Linked DNA regions of Sus scrofa: regions 1 and 2 are each linked to region 3. The links are chromatin contacts, called in public HiChIP or PLAC-seq and promoter capture Hi-C maps. All regions are on one chromosome and are shown on one strand. Each heading gives the region's core, a stretch centred on a gene start, on an enhancer-like site or on the middle of the called end of the contact. The rest is flanking DNA. Distances are from core to core; before and after follow the strand shown.

Region 1 (2,806 bases), core at 244-2,743, 220 kb before region 3:
GCCACAGCAACGCGGGATCTGAGCCATGTCTGCGACCTACAGAGCTCACGCCAACACCGGATCCTTAACCCACTGATCGAGGCTAGGGATCGAACCTGCAACCTCATGGTTCCTAGTCAGATTTGTTAACCACTGAGCCACGACAGGAACTCCAAAGCTCTTTTTCTTTTTAGCCACACCAGCAGCATGTGGAAGTTCCCGGGCCAGGGGCTGAACTCTCTCTGCAGTGGCAGCAACTCCAGCTTCGCAGCCCGCTCCACTACGGGGGAATTTGTAATTTTGCTTATGGTTTGAGAAGTTTTATGGACCCATGTCTGTAGGTATCAAGCTAAGAATCCTTGCTGGAAGACAGAACTGGACTGGTACCCTGATCTCAACTCCTGCACTAGTAAGGAATCTTGAGATCTACAGGCAAAAGACCTAAGTTATAATTCTGGCTCTAGTGAGTAAACATGAGTCTCAGTAAAGGGATTATAATAATCTCTCTCTCACAAGGTTGATGTATGATTTAAGGCAGATGACAAACGTCACAGCCTCTAACTCACTGCCTGGCATGGAGTAGTTGCTTAATGGCTTTTTGTTTCCTTCCCAAGGTTAGAGAGCAAATTATGAGATAATGCCTGTGAAAGAGGGCTGTAAAACGTAAAGTTCTGCACAAATGTTAACTCCCATTGTCACCCACCGCCCAACGCTTCTAAAATCCAGAACATAACAACTCTAGAGAAGTAAATTGACCCCATTGTTCTAAGAGACACTGGAATTCAATTCAGTAAACATGTATGTCCCCCCACCCCCCCAAATGATAAAGACAATCGCTGCCATTGACTGACCCTCCAATTGCAGGCCCCGTGTTTGGCACTGGGAATACAAAGATGAATAGACATCATCCCAGGGCTAGAGGCACGTCAGCTGGTGGTCACTAGTAGGCGTGGCAGATAACAAAGAAGTACATGACACGTGGCAAAAGGCTGGTACATAGGTTGTGGGAGCTCCCAGGAGAGAGGGGACAAGTGCCCGAGACAGCTGGAAGTGCTTCATCAAGAAGGTGACATTTGCCCAGGGCCGTGTAGGATAAGCACGAGTTCCACAGGGGGGAAAAACTTTCCAGATACACGTCACAGAAATCAAAACTCCAAGGTTTTTAAAATGCACCCCACGCTTCTAAATCGGGAGATCTGAAACCTAGTGAGATCAAAACCACAGCCTACGGAGTCTACGGCAAGGGGCTTCCCTTCCCCGCCCCTCAGCCCAAGCCGAAGGATCCAGGAGCCTCCCGCCCTCTGGACCTCGGGCGCCTGAGGCCTCTGCGAGAGAAACCGGCTGTGGGGCGAGCCCCGAGGGGTCCCCAGAGCCCTGTGGGAAACACCTCTCAATCCTCTCACCATTTTGCCGGGCACAGGGTAAACCGCCGTTCCGCCACCGGAAGAACACGTCGGCAGGAGCAGGCGCGCAGTTCAGCCGGAAGAGGAAGCGCAGCTGCGCGAGTGGCATTGTGGGATTTGTAGTCCTGTGGTGGGGGGCGGCAACGGGATCTGGGGCCGGCGGGGTCCCGGGGTGGAGTGGGAACAAGTGGTGGAGAAGGGTAGGGTCGGGTCGCTGAGCGAGCCTGTTCACCCTGGCTGGAGTCTTTGTCTTGAGAGAAGCAGGCCGAGGGCTCCGGGGCCTGTACTACACTTCCCAGGAGGCTGTGCGCCGCGGTAGGTCATGTGACGGGAGCGCGGGCTTTGGAAGGCGGCGGAGCGAGAGGCTACCCGCGGCTGAGGAGCGAGTTGGGCTGAGGTCGGCCCTGGGCCACACAGGAGCAATCGCCAGCTGCCGAGGCTTCACGTCCCAGAGGCCAGGTGAGACCCGCGGGAAGCGCCTCGAGAGCGGCGGGCCCGCTTTGCGCCGGGTGCTGGAGAAGGCCGGCCGCTGCCGTGCGCCGGACGGAGGGAGCGCGGGATTCGCCATCTGGCGGGCCCGCCACTTTCCGTTGTGAGCCTGGGGCCAGTCGCTGAACCCCCGAGCCTCTTTCTTCATTTGTAGAAGAAGGATAATAACTCCCACCTCCTGGAGTCGTTTTGTATGGTGACTTAGGTGCTGGAGGAGAGACAGTTTTGGAACTGCACTTGTCCAGATTCCTTTCCTTCCTGCCTTTGTCGGCCTCGGTGGTGGGATACTCGGCTAACGAGGCACTGGCTCCTGGGTACACATTCTAGCAAAGCAGATAGGTTGGGGCCTGAACCGAAGGATCGAGTGGGTTCTGGAGGGGGAATTTTTATAGAGCACCTAGCGTTTGTTGGAGGGGTTTTTGTCTGGTACCTCAGTTAACTCTGACAGTAATTCTGCAAGGCAGGCATGGTTCCCATACTTGATAGATGAGAAAACCAAACCTAAATGGCTTAGTAACGTCACAGACTAAGTGACATAATGGTATTACCGAGGTGGTGAGTGCTGGTGCCTGGGTTCAAGGCCACCGCCATTCGCAGGTGAGAACTAGGTGAGACGGACATTGAAGAAAAGGGCTTCAGGATGGTGGGAGGAAGGCACCGCCGAGCAAAAGTGAGACAGGGCGGTCCTTAGACCAGCCTTTCTCTTCGATTCTAAGAGTGTAAAGTTAAGTTGGGAATCAGCATGAAAGATCTTGATGCTGTAAGTCCCTTATGTTTTAGAAAGAACCCTGTGAAGGACGAGTGGGAACAATTAGAAGGCCTAGTGTACTATTTCTTTGAGTGTTGGACACAGTGCCAGTGGTGCCTTCAGCATCCTTTTTATTTTATTTTTTATTTTATTTTATTATTTCTAGGACCACACCCGCAGCACATGG
Region 2 (2,759 bases), core at 237-2,736, 130 kb before region 3:
TAATGCGTCATATCAATTTAATTATTGGACTCGCTAAAACCCTGGAAGAGTAGAGGATCCAGTCTTTTTTTGTCTTTTTTTTTGGGGCCGCACCCGTGGCATATGGAGGTTCCCGGGCAGCAACGCGGGGATCCAAGCTGTGTCTGTGACCTGCAGCGCCAGATCCTTAACTCACTGAGTGAGGCCAGGAATCGAAACCGCATCTTCATGGATCCTGGTTGGTTTCCTCAACCGCTGAGCCGCTAGGGCACCTCCCAAGGATCCAGCTTTCTCAAGCCTGGACTCCAGGCAGTCCTTTTGCTGGGGCGCTGATCCTGAGCAGTTCCATCCAGGTGGCATCTGGGGACCTGCACAGGCCTATCCTTTTGCTACCCCCACCTTTATTTCCTGGAGTCTCTACAGCATCACTGAACAATTGATGGTATGAGGTCCCGTATTGCTTCCATGTTCTCCCTCTCCCAACTAGGTTGTGAGATTCCTGAGTTCGGGGCTAGAACCAAGTCTTGTTCACCCTGGGCCCCCCCACTCTCCCCACCACGGCGCCCCCTCCTCCCACCACCATGGCGCCTAACACAGGAAAGCACATCAGAGGTTCTGCAATTTTCTCCTAAGATCCACTGATTACAGGCTTCAGAGTCTTGAGCCGTCGGGAGGAGGGCTCCTTTCCGAACCAGGGAGGCTGCAGGAGGGCGCCAATGGGGTAAGCGCGGACAATGCGGATCCTGAAGTCTCGATTCCAGCGGGTCAGGGACGGGCGCCACCTATCCAGGCCGGTCCAGAGTGGAACTCGCCAGCCCCCCAGCTCCGCGCTGCCCGAGCACCCGCCAGCCTGTCTTCCGGCCGGTCGCCACCGTAAAGCAAGCGGGGACCTCTGGGCGCCAGCATCAGGTGCAAACCCCGGAAGCGCGGGCGATGGGGGCGCGCGCACGCGCCCAGAACTCAGCCACCGCCCCCTCTCGCGGGCCGCGCTCCCCTGAGATCCCCTCCGCTGCGCGGCGCCGGAGCGGGGGCGGGAGGAGTTCGGACACGTAACCTGCCTCCCTGCCTGGCTCGACTCCGCGTGGGCGGGCAGGCGGGGGAGCCGGGGACCGCTGCTCCAGCCCGCTGGCCTTCGAAAGATCCTCCTGGGCCAATGGCAGGCGGGGCGACGCGCCCGGATTGGTGCAGAAGCTCTGCTGATCACTGTGGAAACCCAGGCGGAGGGGAACGCGGGAGGATGCAGAGCCCTGGGCGGGGGGAGTCGGAGGGGCGGGCACAGGAGGCCTGGAGGCCCTGAGCTACCGGGGAGTTTTAGCTGGAGGCAAAAGTCCATTGCGGGCTGGCGGGCGGAGGGAGGGCGGAGGGAGGGGACCGTTTGGGGCCACTGGGAAGCCTGGAGGAAAGGCAAGGATACTCCCGAGCGGAGGCGAGGAGGCTGGGGGAGGGGGCGCGGTGGGAGGAGGAGAAGACAAAAGCCGAAAGCAAGGAGGGCCCGAGCGGCACAGACCGCAGTGCACCGGGCAACCTGGTCAGCGGGCAGCATGGGGAAGGGGGGGAACCAGGGCGAGGGGGCCACCGAGCGCGAGGCGCAGATGCCTACCTTTAGCTGGGAGGAGATTCAGAAGCACAACCTGCGCACGGACAAGTGGCTCGTCATCGACCGCAAGGTCTACAACGTCACCAAATGGTCCAGCCGGCACCCCGGGGGCCACCGGGTCATCTCGCACTATGCAGGGGAAGATGCTACGGTAAGGGTCTGGGGCCTCTCCCGCCACCTTCCTCGGCTGCTGGAGGGAGTCCGGAGCCGTGGGTCCCAGGGCGCCAAACAAGACCTCCAGCGCTGTGTGGAGCTTGGGGCGTCCCGAAGGGAAGGAAAGTGTCTCCTGTGCTCTTCCCCCGCCCCGAATCCTCGTCCTCTAGGACAGCTGGGCCAACGAGCCCTGGGGGTCGGATTCTGGAACCCGGGAGGCAGATCTGAGCGGTGGAGAACCGTGCCGGATCTACCGCGCGCACTGGGAGCCTTGCATCCGTTACTTCCTCCGGGTTCACTGGGACTCGGGGACTCCCCAAAGGGGGCGCTGAGGCTTTGGCGCCCCCATCGTGAAAGATGGCCGCCCCTGGGCGCTCCGGAGAGGAGCGGGAGAGGAGCCAGCTGTGGGACTCTGCGCCCGTCCCTGCTCTCCCCCAGACCAGGGGGCGGGGAAGGAAAGCTCGCCCCCGGCCAGGGCTCGCTCCTGCTGGAATTCTAGCCTCCGAAGGTCTGCAATGGCTGCCTGGGAGACTCCGTCTGGTAGTTCCCGGTCCCACGGTCTCAGAGATAGCCAGCACCCACCGCAAGGGTGGGCCTTCTTGGGGGACCGGGGTGAGAAGTAGTAGAAAGAGAGAGGTTTGCAGTTTGCAAAGCCCAGGTGGAGAGGAGCTCTGAGACCCGACGATTTATTATCTGCACAAGGCTGGCTCGGCAACAGGTCCGGCTGCACCCGAGGTTACTGGGGACTTCAACTCAAAGGCCCTCTGTTTCTAAATCCTGCCAGGAATGCCCTTCCCTCATCTTGCACTGGTAAAGGTAGTGAGTCCCTAGGATCTCGCCGGTGCCAGGCTACCCGTCTTACCCGCACTTTCATGCAGGATGCCCATCTTCCTCTCCCCTTTATGTAATCGCTGCTCTGCGTTCCCCAGCCCCTCCACCACGCCCCCTAACCCCCAGACGGAAATCCTCCCTTTTCTCGAAGGTGCAGCCGGTTCCCCTGTGAGCTCAAGTGAATGAGAGAGAAAAGAAC
Region 3 (3,138 bases), core at 414-2,913:
CAAAAATGAAAAATGTTCACAAGGAGCATTTAGAATATCACAGGACTTGCCACCACCATGGAACATCCTCAGGATCTGTGTTAGAGCAAAGTTCTTTTTTCTTTTTTGGCCGCCTCTGGTCTGAGGAAGTTCCCGGGCCAGAGATCAGATGGGAGCCACAGCTGTGACCCTCATGAGAGTTGTGGCAGTGCTGGATCCCTAAAACCACTGTGCCAGGCCAGGGATGGAACCTAAGTCCCAACGCTCCAGACACACCGCCAACCCCATCGCGCCACAGCAGGAACTCCAAAGTTAAATTCTTACAGCCAGTGTCACATCTGGTCGAAGAGAGGAAAGTGGAGTATTTACTCCGCACTATTAGTGCTTCCTCCTTCTCCCTCCTTGATTAATCCATGTTAAAACATGAACTTGCCAGCTTACAGCCAGACCGATGCATTTCTAAAAGTACCCCACTAGGGAAGTAGACGGCTGTGGGCAACAATGTATATAAAGGCATAACAGTAGAAAGCAAAACTGGGTTCTTTTAGACCCTTGCTGGGTGTTCCTGAAATGGAAGGGCAGTCATAGAAATCCAGGCCAGTTCCAAACCCATCTGGTACCTGCCTATTCTTGGATGGTTTACGTAATGGTCAGACAATTCTACAACTCCTACCACACCGCCTAAAACCAGGAATTTGGAAAACTGACCCCTCTATGGAAAAAATGCCGGCCCTGTAACTGTGGATGGACTTTATCCAAGAACGAAGGGTTCGATTAGGCCCCAACCTTTAGACAAAAAGAATAAAGGAGGAGGTAGTCAGGCGCAAGGACGGGTGACTAAGACAACTGTGGCGGAAGGAGAGATTTCTAGAGATGTGCTTCAATTCAAGTGGGACTTGGCGATAAGCAGAGCAAACGGGTGGAGACGGCTGTTCGGGTGGTCAGCCCACTGGAGATAAAGCACTTCACACCAGCCCCCAGGGCTGCTATTCGACACCATTACCCAGCAGGCTCCGCCGTATTCTGGGGGATGGGAGCAGGACCTCTTCGCCTCCGCCCAGGATCACGTGATCGGATGCAGAGGACGGAATGGAAATGCGAAAATCCACCTTCCTAACTGCAGGATGGTACTGGCAGCAAGCGCGGCAAGGAAAAAAAAGGGGGAGGGGGGAGGGGGGTGGGCGGGCAGAGGCAGTCGGCCTACAAAGGGGCACTCCCAGGGGTCAGTCGGAAAGGGCCGACTCCTCGGAATTTCTGCGAAGTCCTGGGGGACCCGGAGCAGCCTCCATTTTCCAGAACCGCGCAGAGGCGGGAGGCGGGAGGCCCCGCCCGCTAGCCACACCCCGCCCCGCCGCCTCCGAGGCCGAGCCCGCCCCCCGCCGGCCAAGCCTGCGCTTACCATGGACAGGTAGACGTAGGAGGCATAGAGCTCCAGGTTGATCTGGCGGTTGATGGCCGCCTCCGAGTCCTGGTGGTAGTTCTGGCGCACCTGCGAGGAGCACGAGGTCGTCATGGCGGGAGGCTGAGGAGCGGTGGTGGCGGCAGCGGCGCGGGAGCGGTGGCGGTGGCCTTGGGGCGGTCCGAGGGCGCTGTGAAGAGGTGGCGAGGGCTGGCTCTGAGCGGCCGGCCGGGGCGGGTGACGAGCGCCGGGTTCCGTCCAAGCACTGTTGAAGCAGGAAACCGCAGCGACTCTCCGCGAAGACTGTGGCGCAGGTAGCGCTGGCCCGGCTCTTATATCGGCATCGGCCGTCCGCCCCGCCGCGGCCAATCACGCCGCCTGCCCGCCGCGCGGAGCCCCGCCCCTTCCGGTGGGTGCGGGCGGGGGTGGGGGGAGGCGCACTGGGATGGTGGGGGAGGGGAGGGAAGGGGTGGGGTGGCGAAGCCTGGGAGTCTTGGAACCCCGTCCCGCGCAGACGCCTTGAGGTGCGTTTCGTGGGATGAGAGAGACGACCTGAGCAAGGGCAGGAAGTCCAGCTCGGGGCTGTGACTCTATGACTCTCGGGGCTCTGACAGCCTGGGTTTTGCAACCGACGGGAAACCTTCCCTGGGGCGTCGAGGCTCTTGCAAGAGCCCAAGCGGGCACCCCGAGACTTATGGCCAAGGTCATGTTAAAAATCAGAGCGGTAGAGCTGCAGTTGCCACACTCCGAGGTGCCTGGTAATGCAAATAGGGAACCCGGAGAGTGAACGTGGGCCCGGAGTGAGGCAGAGGTCGGGCGGGGAAAGGGCCCTCTTTCAATTCCTCAAAACCTAGGAAGGGGCCCAAAGCAGGTGGGGTCGGGCCTCCTCCAGCTCTGGTGGCCCGGTCCGGCTTTGGCCGAAAGTGTACGTGGCTCCTCGTGCAGTTGCTACAACAAAGGCTGGGCGGGTCGTGTTTCCCCGAAAGACTGCCTTCCCGAGGGAGTCGTGAGCCACCAGGGTTCTGAGAAAATCGGCCGGTAGCTTACAACTCAGAGACCAAGGGGGTTAGAAAAGGAGGAAAGAAGCTGCTTGAATCTGAAAAGGATGCTGTGAGGCCATTTTGAAATGGCCGATCAAGCCCCAGGAGCTTCAGGCTCAGGCGGTTCTACAGGGAGCCACCCCCTGGGTTGTCCTTGGAGAGAAGCTGAAGGCGCGGAACATGAAGGACAGATGCCAGAGAACGTGGAGTGGCTGGGGCACTGTGTGTGGCTTGCAGCAGTGTCCCTGGCACTGAGTGGGTGCGAATTCGTGGGTGGCAGAACTGGAGCTAGGCAGACCCAATCTGCTGCCCCCAGGGTCCACGATTCTTAATCAGGCCCTTCAACACGTGGGTAGGGGACCTACCCAAGACCCTTTTCAGGATATTCACAAATGTCCAACTGTAAGCTGTACTTCTAAAAGCTTTACAACAAAAAATTAAAGGAACTTTACTAAAATAGGAAAACAAGTTGCTGGTGGAATTACAGCGATTTCTCTTGGGTCTTTATTCATTTCAAATGTACATATGTTACTTAAGGAAAAAAAATTTTAATGGGGCTAGGGCTGCAGACAAGAAATTAAGAAGGATGATGGGTGAATACCAAGGGTGCCTTACCCAGTCTGGGATAGGAGTTCAAGGAAGGCTGCCCTAAAGAGAGTGACATTTGAGGAGTTCCCGTTTTGGTGCAATGGCTAACGAATCCGACTAGGAACCATGAGG

What was found. Promoter capture Hi-C pulls out the DNA fragments that hold promoters and counts their contacts. HiChIP or PLAC-seq counts read pairs in DNA pulled down with a chosen protein or histone mark.
Region 1: a contact with region 3 is called in an H3K27ac HiChIP or PLAC-seq map of alveolar macrophages. The contact joins the promoter of TMEM258 here to the promoter of FTH1 in region 3. A contact is called at or near these places in 1 of 5 promoter capture datasets (liver), 7 of 47 Hi-C or Micro-C datasets (blood, heart right ventricle, liver and 4 more) and 2 of 2 datasets of contacts at active chromatin or transcription factors (alveolar macrophages and skeletal muscle).
Region 2: a promoter capture Hi-C map of liver shows a contact between it and region 3, with 2.6 times the contacts expected there. The contact joins the promoter of FADS2 here to the promoter of FTH1 in region 3. A contact is called at or near these places in 1 of 5 promoter capture datasets (liver) and 2 of 47 Hi-C or Micro-C datasets (embryonic fibroblasts and liver).

The regions. Positions count from the first base shown.
Region 1 is chr2:9,755,657-9,758,462 of Sscrofa11.1, reverse strand. It overlaps TMEM258 (transmembrane protein 258), which reads right to left and starts at 1,493. Exons shown (of 4, transcript XM_003122626.6): 1 at 1,383-1,493. The coding sequence starts at 1,385. It overlaps FEN1 (flap endonuclease 1), which reads left to right and starts at 1,600. Exons shown (of 2, transcript XM_003122627.5): 1 at 1,600-1,841.
Region 2 is chr2:9,665,393-9,668,151 of Sscrofa11.1, reverse strand. FADS2 (fatty acid desaturase 2) reads left to right here and starts at 1,486. Exons shown (of 12, transcript NM_001171750.1): 1 at 1,486-1,727. The coding sequence starts at 1,521. LOC100739565 (a long non-coding RNA gene) reads right to left here. Exons shown (of 3, transcript XR_135127.4): 1 at 1,580-2,759.
Region 3 is chr2:9,533,695-9,536,832 of Sscrofa11.1, reverse strand. It overlaps FTH1 (ferritin heavy chain 1), which reads right to left and starts at 1,663. Exons shown (of 5, transcript NM_213975.1): 1 at 1,585-1,663; 2 at 1,379-1,517. The coding sequence starts at 1,492.